Linked DNA regions of Rattus norvegicus: region 1 is linked to region 2. A link is a contact called in public Hi-C data. All regions are on one chromosome and are shown on one strand. Each heading gives the region's core, a stretch centred on a gene start, on an enhancer-like site or on the middle of the called end of the contact. The rest is flanking DNA. Distances are from core to core; before and after follow the strand shown.

Region 1 (4,288 bases), core at 1,061-3,560, 40 kb before region 2:
AGACACATTCAGTAAGGTATCAAGATACAGAGTCAGTATATAGAAATTGGCAGCTTTTCTAGATACCAATAATCAACTTGGTAGGAACAGTCAGGAAAATAATCCATTAATAGTTGCATAAAAAAGACCCCCAAATCCCAAAACACTATACACTTAAGTTATATTAAAAGCCAGATATATTAAAAGCCAGTACTGTGGAAAAAGTAACAAAATGTCTTTTAAAAAAATGGAGAAGGGTAGAAAATGAGACACCACATATTGATGAATTAGGAGGATTAATATTATCAAAATGGCTATATAAGTAAAATGGTCAACATAATCTCTTTCAGAATTTCTGGTTTTCATGGAAGTAGAAAAATAAATACCTAAATTCAATGTAGAGCCACAAAAACAGCCTTAGATAGCAAAGCTGTCCTGAGCAAATTTAGCCAGAATATAGTTATCATCGTACCTGACTTCAAACACTATATGAGTACACCAGGAAACACTTCATCCAGAGAGAAGCTGTCTAGCGATAGCCATCTGAATTTTGACAACAGGACTAAAAGCATACAGAGGAGAAAAGACTCTCTATGAAGGGGCACTGGGAGACAGTAAAACCATATGCAGCCCCATCCCTCACTCTGTACACGATTTGACTCTAAGTGGAGCAGTCCTTAGCATAAGACCTGAAACTTTGAAACTGTTAGAGGAAAACACATGGGAACACTTGACGATTTCTCAGAACAGGGCCTTAAAGACTTAGGAAATAGTAGCAAAGATTGATAAATAGGGCTGCATAAGATTTAAAAGACTGTCACAACAGAAGAGAGTCAAGAGACAGCCTTGAGAGTAGGACTACTTATCCAACAGTAATATGTCGAATGCATAAAGATCAGCATTAGGGGCCTAGTGAGCTACTCACCAGCTAAAAGCACTGCCCGCTCTTGCAGGAATCCTGAGTTCAGGTCTTATCACCCACATTGCGATTCATAGTTTTCTACAACTTCAGTTCCAGGGGACCCTGTGACCTTTTCTGGCCTCTTTTAGCACTGCACACGCTTATATACATATAAGCAAAGTAGTCATATACATAAAAAAATTTAAAAAGTAATTAAAATTGCACACCAAATGAACAAACAAGCCAATGCATAAATGACAAAATTAGCAGCAGACACTTATCTAGTAAAATGGCCAATAAATATATGAAGAACGCTCAACCTCTCTAACTAAAACATTCAACCTCTCTAACTAGTAGGGAAATGCAAATAGAAGCTACATTGAGATCCTGTCACGTCTCAATGAGAATGGCTATGGTGAACCAAACCAAGAATCTGCAAATGTATGTAAAGATGTGAAGAAAAGAGATGTGTCCACTTTTGACAGGAATGTGAATTAGTTCACGCAATGAATGTTCATGAAATGGATGTTCATGAAAAAATTAAAATTTGACCTCTCATATGATTGTTCTGTATGTCAGTTGTTGGTATATACAACCGAAGTATCCAAGTCAACATATTAGGGAAAACACCAAACGTGTGTTTACTGCAGCATTATTTAAAATAGCCAAGACCTGTAAACAGCATAGGTTCCTGTCAGAAGATGAATTAATACAATCATGTTTTAGGTGAACAAGAAGGGAATTGTCATTGGGAGAAAAGTAATGGAACTGGAGATCACCATGTTAAGTGCAAAAACTGTCTCAGAAAGACAGTGCCGCATGTTTTCTCTCATATGTGGCAGGTAGTGAGCAAAGATATCAAAAGGAGACCATAAGCAGGTATGAGAAGGGTGGGCGGGGAAAGTGGAAGGGCCCCACCAATGGTAACAGCGGGGGAGTATAATCAGAGACTCTTATATGTATATAATCAGAGACTCTTATACGTATATATGGAAATGGTACGCAGTGGTATGCTAAAAAAAGTGGAAGAAAAAAAAAAAAAACAAACAAACGACCCAACAACTCCCAGTGGTTCCAGATAAGAAGCACCCAGCGCACTGTTTTCCTGGGTGCTAGACCTCGTGGACTTCTCTGTACCTGTTCCCTTCTCGTTTGCCCTGGGTAACTCAGACTTCCACCTCAAATAGCATAGAACAGGCAAAATCAGATGTTGAGCTAGGCTTGGTGGCTCATAAAATGCCAGTTCTGGGAGCAGTGGGAGTCTGGGACATTTAAGGCGATCCTTGGCTATATGAAGAGTTCAAGGCAATACTGAACTCCACCAAACCATTTTCCAAAATAAAGACCGGAATCCTCTGGTGTTGGTGTTTGTTGTAGGGTTACAAAATAACTTGTTTCTTCTTTAGTCTAAAGGGCAGGTGAAAGAGATAAGGCCACCAGTCTTTATTTCTGAGTTTAATAATTAGTAAAAGACAAATAGGCACTTTGTGTAGGAGAGAACACCCAGTTGAGAAACGTTAAGCCGTTTAATGCTATAAGCAAAAGTGGGTGACTAACGGAGTTTTTGAGATTGTTAGAGAAGTTAATCTCCGGAACTTTCTTCTGATGTTGTTAGTTTTTAAGCCACTGCACAGTTTCAACGTTGTTTCTTCTGCATCCCTTTGAGTTCTTTTCATAATGAGGTTGTCATGTGCAGCCTTTAAAGCTATTTTGAGTAACTTAGCCAGGCATACTCATCTCACAAATGAAGTGGAGGGAACTGGTACTCAGAAATAAGTATAGAGTATAACGTTCTGTGATAAGTTAGTTGTCTTAGTCACATTTCTGCCTCTGTTACCAGTGATGGAATTAATAAAGACAATTCTTATTTTCATACGCTTGCATTTCTGTATGTAGACACTGGTGTTGAAAAGTGGCTGAAACCAGAATTCTCTCCGTATACAATACACTCTTGACCTTAGAAGTATTCAAAGCGAGGGTTGGGGATTTAGCTCAGTGGTAGAGCGCTTGCCTAGCAACTGCAAGGCCCTGGGTTCGGTCCCCAGCTCCGAAAAAAAAGAAAAAAAAAGCGAGGAAATTAAAGCTGTTTTGTATTACTGTTTTGTAGAATACTTCTACTCCATGTCTGGATATGTCTGCTCCTAAAGTCTGCTGTTGAAATAGTATTGATTGAATTAAGACATGGCACCCTGTTCAAATGGTTACATTTTATGGGCTGCCCCTCATGAGATGGAATTAAGGGCCAGTCTAGAGGCTGCTAGCAATGTGCTGCTAACTTCCTGTTCCATTCTCTTGCCTCCTGAAGACAGCATTGGTCTCCTGAAAGGTTTCATCCACCTGCGACCATCTCCAAAGCAGAGATCATGGTCTATTGGCTGACTGAATCTACCAGTGCCTTGATCATGGACCTGCAGCCTTTACAACGAAGCAATTACATTTCCGGTCTTCATAAACTGCCCAGAGTCTGCTAGTTTTTTATGCTAGTTTAGTTTTAGTTGCCTAGCCTCAGACATGCAAGTATGAATACACTTGCTGTGCTAGTTTATTTTTGTCACCTTGGCAAAAACTAGAGTCATTTAAGAAGAGGAGATTGCAACTGAAGAATTGCTTTGATCACATAGGTCAATAATCATGTCTGTGGGACATTCTCTTGTGAATGACTGATGTGTGTGGGTAGGTGGTCCTGGGCTGGATGAACAAGTCACGGAATGTGAGGTGGTAAATAGTGGCTACCTCTGTAGTCTGTAGTTTAGTCCCGGACTCTAGATTCCTGCCTTTGGTTTCTGCTCTGTCTTATCTTGAAGTTATTTTATAACCTATAAGCCTAATAAACCCTTCCCTCCCCCAATTGCTTTTAGTCAGAGTTTTGTCACAACAACAGAGAAGCAAAGTAGAACACTTATATATATCTTAAATTGGTCAAACAAGAAAGCTTGAAATCTTAAAAAGTATATAGTGAATAAAGTGAGGGAGCATTCATAACTATATGCAGGTCACCTATCCCAAACCCATAGTCTCGTCACTTTCAGTAGTCACAAAACTGGGCGACAGCATAATGAATTTTAAGACATTAGAAAATCTTCCTTTAAAAGGTATACGGGGGTATTCAAGGGACATCTGGCTTGTTTTCAGTTTCGAGCTACAAAGAGAAGAGTTTAAAACTATAGCTAATTATAACAAAGTCTTTCAATTAGTGTCAGAGCACTTGCAAACCTTTCATTAGGTTGTGATTATTTCTCAGACCTTTAGAGACAGTTTCTGCTGGGCCAGGCAAGCTTCCTGTACAGATTCCCTGTGTGGACATGTGGCTCTTCTCAGGTTGTTAGGTCAGCATCCTCCTTTTTCTCTTCTTGAGCTTGTGAGTTTCGTCAGAAAGAAGCTGACGTTGTATGAGGTTCATATAGTGCA
Region 2 (4,154 bases), core at 739-3,238:
TCCCCATTTTCGAGGTTATCCCTTTGATCTCTTGACAGTTCCCTTGGCTGTATAGGAGCTCTTGAGTTCCATGTATTCCCCCTCTCTATTTTTGCCTTCCGTGTTTTGGCTTTGGGGCTTGTATCCACAGTTCCATGTCTTGGAGCTCGTTCCTGATTTCCGTTCCAGTGTTCATCCTGCTACCACAGATCCATCATGACCTACTTCTTCCAGTGTTTTCAGAGGCAAGAAGAATTCTCTTCTACCCTCCTTCTTCAGGATGCTGTGTCAGTTCGGCTTTGTGCCTATCTCTCTCAGGAATCTCCTTACCAAGCCTTCTTCTCCCAGGTTCTCTGTCTCCTTAGGTTGTGGTTGATCTGTTCTTTGTCTATTCTCCTCTTTGCTAACCATGTGAAGTTGATACATAATGTATACAAGAAAAGTTCACTGGAATCTAGTGTCTTCAGCACACTCTGTTCACACATGTTGCACAGTGTGTCTGAATGTACTGTTCAGGACAGGAGATAATTTTCTTTTGGCCTTTGGAAGCATTCTTTCACCATAGTCTCCACTTGGATGCTGTTAGCACCATTCTTTCGTTAATTCACTTCTCTTCAGCTCGTCTTCTTCAGGGTCTTAGCAACATGCCATACCCCTGACCTTCTGTGTGTCTCAATGACACACCTTCATGTGCTTGTTTGCCCTGTGCCTTAGTTTTAAGCAACTAAGTGGCCTCTGTCATCAGTAACCTTAAAGCCTTCCTTTTAAGGAGTTTTAACTTCAAATATAGAAATCTCTTTGACCCAAATTGAGCTAGAGCTGATGATTCTGGGATGTGCTAGGATTAGAATACAGTTCTTTTAAAGATATCTTTGCAGACATTTATCACAGCATCCTGAGTTTGATAAAATGAGCATAGGGGATATGGGGGTCCTGTCTGAGTCTGGTTTCCTACTATGCCCATGCTTTCTTCTAACTTTCCTACTCAGATGTTGGATATCTTAGGCCAAGATTTCAATTTTCATTCTTATTATCACTGCCCGCCTCCTTTTAGCTTCTGTTGCTTCCTTTCTAAAATATATATAAAAACAACAAAAACAAAAACAAATCAAAGCAAAACCCACACCTTCCCTTCTTATCTATGTGCTCCTTGTTTTGTCTATCACTGTCATCTTTAATTGCCAGGAACACTTGTTCTGATAAGAATCCTGTCCTTTCAGTGTCCACTTGTGGAGTGCTTTAAGGAAGTCTGCTGTCTCTGCTTGGACCACCAATCAGCTTTTTGTTTTTGTTTGAGCTTGTCTTTGGGCTTCTCTCAGGGCCCCTGGACAGGGGAACTATTTATCCAGGCAGGAGCCATCTTTGAGGATTTATTCCATGGCTGATTGCACTTCTCTGTAGGATCACTTTCTAAACTTAAGAACTTTAAACTTCTAGAACTAGAGAGCAGTGGGTAGCCTGTATGCTCGGTACCTGGATTCGCACGCCAGCCATTTCTTTCATGCCCTTCTCTGTCCGAGTCCCTCCCCTTCCCTGGGTGGATGATCTCTCAGTGGAAGCCTGTACATTTCATTCTATTCCCCAAATGAGCTCTGGTCCTCTGGGATCTGAGAAAGCAGTCCTCTAGGTGAGTTTGTTACAGTGGGGGCCTTATTCATCCTTAGATGGTTTGTCAGTAAGTCTCCCCGGTTATTTTTATTTTTATTTTTTTTAGCTGATCCTTTCCTCCAGTTTTAGAGTTAGATATGGCTGTCAGTTTCCCAGATTCTGGGACTTTTATTTGTGGAATAAGTTAATTTATTTTCTGTTTCTCCCTTGAGTGTCTTAGCCACATTCAGCTTTCCAGGGTTCCCAAATCATTTCTTTACTTTTCAGCCATCTGTTTCATTTTATTCCTTTCCAAAAATAATTTTGATGTTATTGACTCATTTCTCATTCTCTACCTGAGTAGAAGCCTGTGACCTGCCGTCGTATTTGAACGTTGGTGAGGGTGAAAGTCAGCTCGCTCAGGGTGCTCAGCACGCTCTCCACTCAGGAGTCAGCGATCTTCCTGTTGACTTTCCGAGTTTGCCTTTCTGTCAATTATTTATCCGTATGTTTTCCTGTTGGATTTCTTGTTTGTCCTTCCACCCCCAATTGAGTTTCCTGATCTAGTCTAGATTTTTAGTCCATTCTTTGCTTTATATCATCATGATTGCAACATTGGACTGTGTGATAAAGCTCTGTTCTCAAAGGTTTCCAGGCACTGCAGGGTGTTACCATATTAAGTTTTTCTATATAAGTGTTTCTACATAAGTGTCATTATTACAAGGGCTTTCCAGAATATGAATGTCATAATTAAATCATTTTAATGCCTTGTGTTTCTGGTGTTAAAAAGCCAGTTATTGAATGATGGTTATAGTGGAACATTTGATTTGTATTTGTTCTTTTGGTTGAAAAAAAAAAAAAAACCAACGGTTTCAGGCTGGTTGTTGCCACTCAGTTCTGACGTTTCTTATCTATTATAGAGTTTCTACTTGTTAGACTCTACATGGATATAGAGTCTAAATAGATGTCATGGTGAAGCTCTTCCTTACATGTGGACAAGTAGGTTCTAGCAAGTGGGATAAAAACTGGATGTTGCGTGCATGTGAACATATCTTTTAGGTAACCTGGTACATATAAGAACCATGTACTAACCTACAGTGTCACTGGTGCCCTTGCTATGCAAAGGTTTTAATTTTTGTTTGTTTTATTTTATTTTTCAGGTTTCTCCCTGCCTCTGTTGCTTAATAGAGTGCAATATTTCCTAGTGAAAGTAGATATAACATACTTCTTATCTGATGAGTTTTTCATATCTCATGAGTGGTGCACTGTTTTGCCCACAAATAATGGAATTGGCTTTTAAAAACTAATCCATTGCATTCCTTCTGACCCCTTTGTTTCTTTGTTTCCTTCCTTTGTTTCTATTGTATGTAATGGAGAAGCAGTGGCTGGAGATCAAGCTAATGTATTGACTCATGAGGACCATGCCCATGCCTAAGGATAGTGGAGCTGTGAACTGGGCTATCCTTGGCTTCTTCAAGATGGGAGAGTCCAACTTCCATGGCCACCTACCTCAGTGGACCATAGACTAACTACCTCACTATGCACTCTGGCAGATAACTACTTCAGCCCCTCATTAGGCACTGTCCCTTTCAGTTTGTGGATCCATCCAGCTAACCCTGGTCTTTAAAGTCAGTTCAGACTGGCTGAAGTTCAAATGTTGCTTTGTGGTTTATGGTTTTGTAAAACCGGGGTATCCAAGAAATGGATCTGTTCCTAAGTATTCTCCGTTCTGTAATGTAAGTAGCATCGTGGGTCTGTTTCCCGCTCTGCCTTCTTCCAGCTTTGCTGTTCTTGTTTGCTTCTTCTGAGATAGCAAAATGTGGGAACAGTACTGCCCCCAGCTGCCTCCAATTTCCACAGCAAAGACTCTACTCTCAGGAAACTAACAACTACTTTCTGATGACTAGTAATGGGCTTGCTAACTCTTTCCCTAATCCTGTCAGGGTGATGGCGAGGATAGACATGCTGCTGTGGCCATTGCTGGCGTAGAGAGACCTGTTAACCCCAACATTGGTTAAGCAAGGTTTCCGTGGAATGGAGGAGGATTGTGTTGTGTACTTGGCAATTATTGTATTTCATCTTAATGCATTTGAAAGAAAATATACATGCTAACTTTTGGATACATTTTCCCTTGTTTTAGTAGTTTATATACAAAGCAATTAATGTTAAAATGAATAATTTCTGTGAGTCAATAATCACAAGGAAGTAAATGACAAGTAAGCCATAGGGATACAGTGGGCAGAGTGAAATGGTAACTGTAAGTGAATCATCTTGGAAAGGTGGGTAATTAAAAGACCAAGTAAAAACACCATTCTAAAAAAAATCATGGGTTCTAATAGAGCATATTTTGGGCAGTGGTAACTGAGTTGATAAATGCTGAAGAAAGTATAGTGTATCCGAACAAATGTCCATTCTAATTGATGTGTAATTTGTGGTGTGTGTGTGTGTGTGTGTGTGTGTGTGTGCGTGTTCCTCTGTTCCTATCCAGTTTACTCCTTTGCAGTTCAATCTCTCACTGAACTGTAAGTTCATTATTTCAGCTATGATACCTGACCAGGGAGCTACCAAGATCTGTTTTTTCTTCATCT

Evidence for each region. A called contact is a pair of places that touch in the nucleus more often than the background predicts.
Region 1: a Hi-C map of liver shows a contact between it and region 2, with 1.8 times the contacts expected there. The contact joins two enhancer-like sites. A contact is called at or near these places in 3 of 12 Hi-C or Micro-C datasets (kidney and liver).

What each region holds. Positions count from the first base shown.
Region 1 is chr15:83,417,748-83,422,035 of GRCr8, reverse strand. It overlaps a transcript of Klf12 not described here. Among named protein-coding and RNA genes, the nearest start is that of Klf12, 24 kb to the right of the region's middle. Within about 2 kb of position 2,310, at least 3 of the 93 cell types and tissues checked have an H3K27ac peak or open chromatin away from gene starts, as enhancers often do. A contact at or near this core is called in liver, where this site is marked.
Region 2 is chr15:83,378,040-83,382,193 of GRCr8, reverse strand. The region is part of intron 1 of Klf12 (KLF transcription factor 12); the gene reads left to right. Among named protein-coding and RNA genes, the nearest start is that of Klf12, 15 kb to the left of the region's middle. Within about 2 kb of position 1,988, at least 2 of the 93 cell types and tissues checked have an H3K27ac peak or open chromatin away from gene starts, as enhancers often do. A contact at or near this core is called in liver, where this site is marked.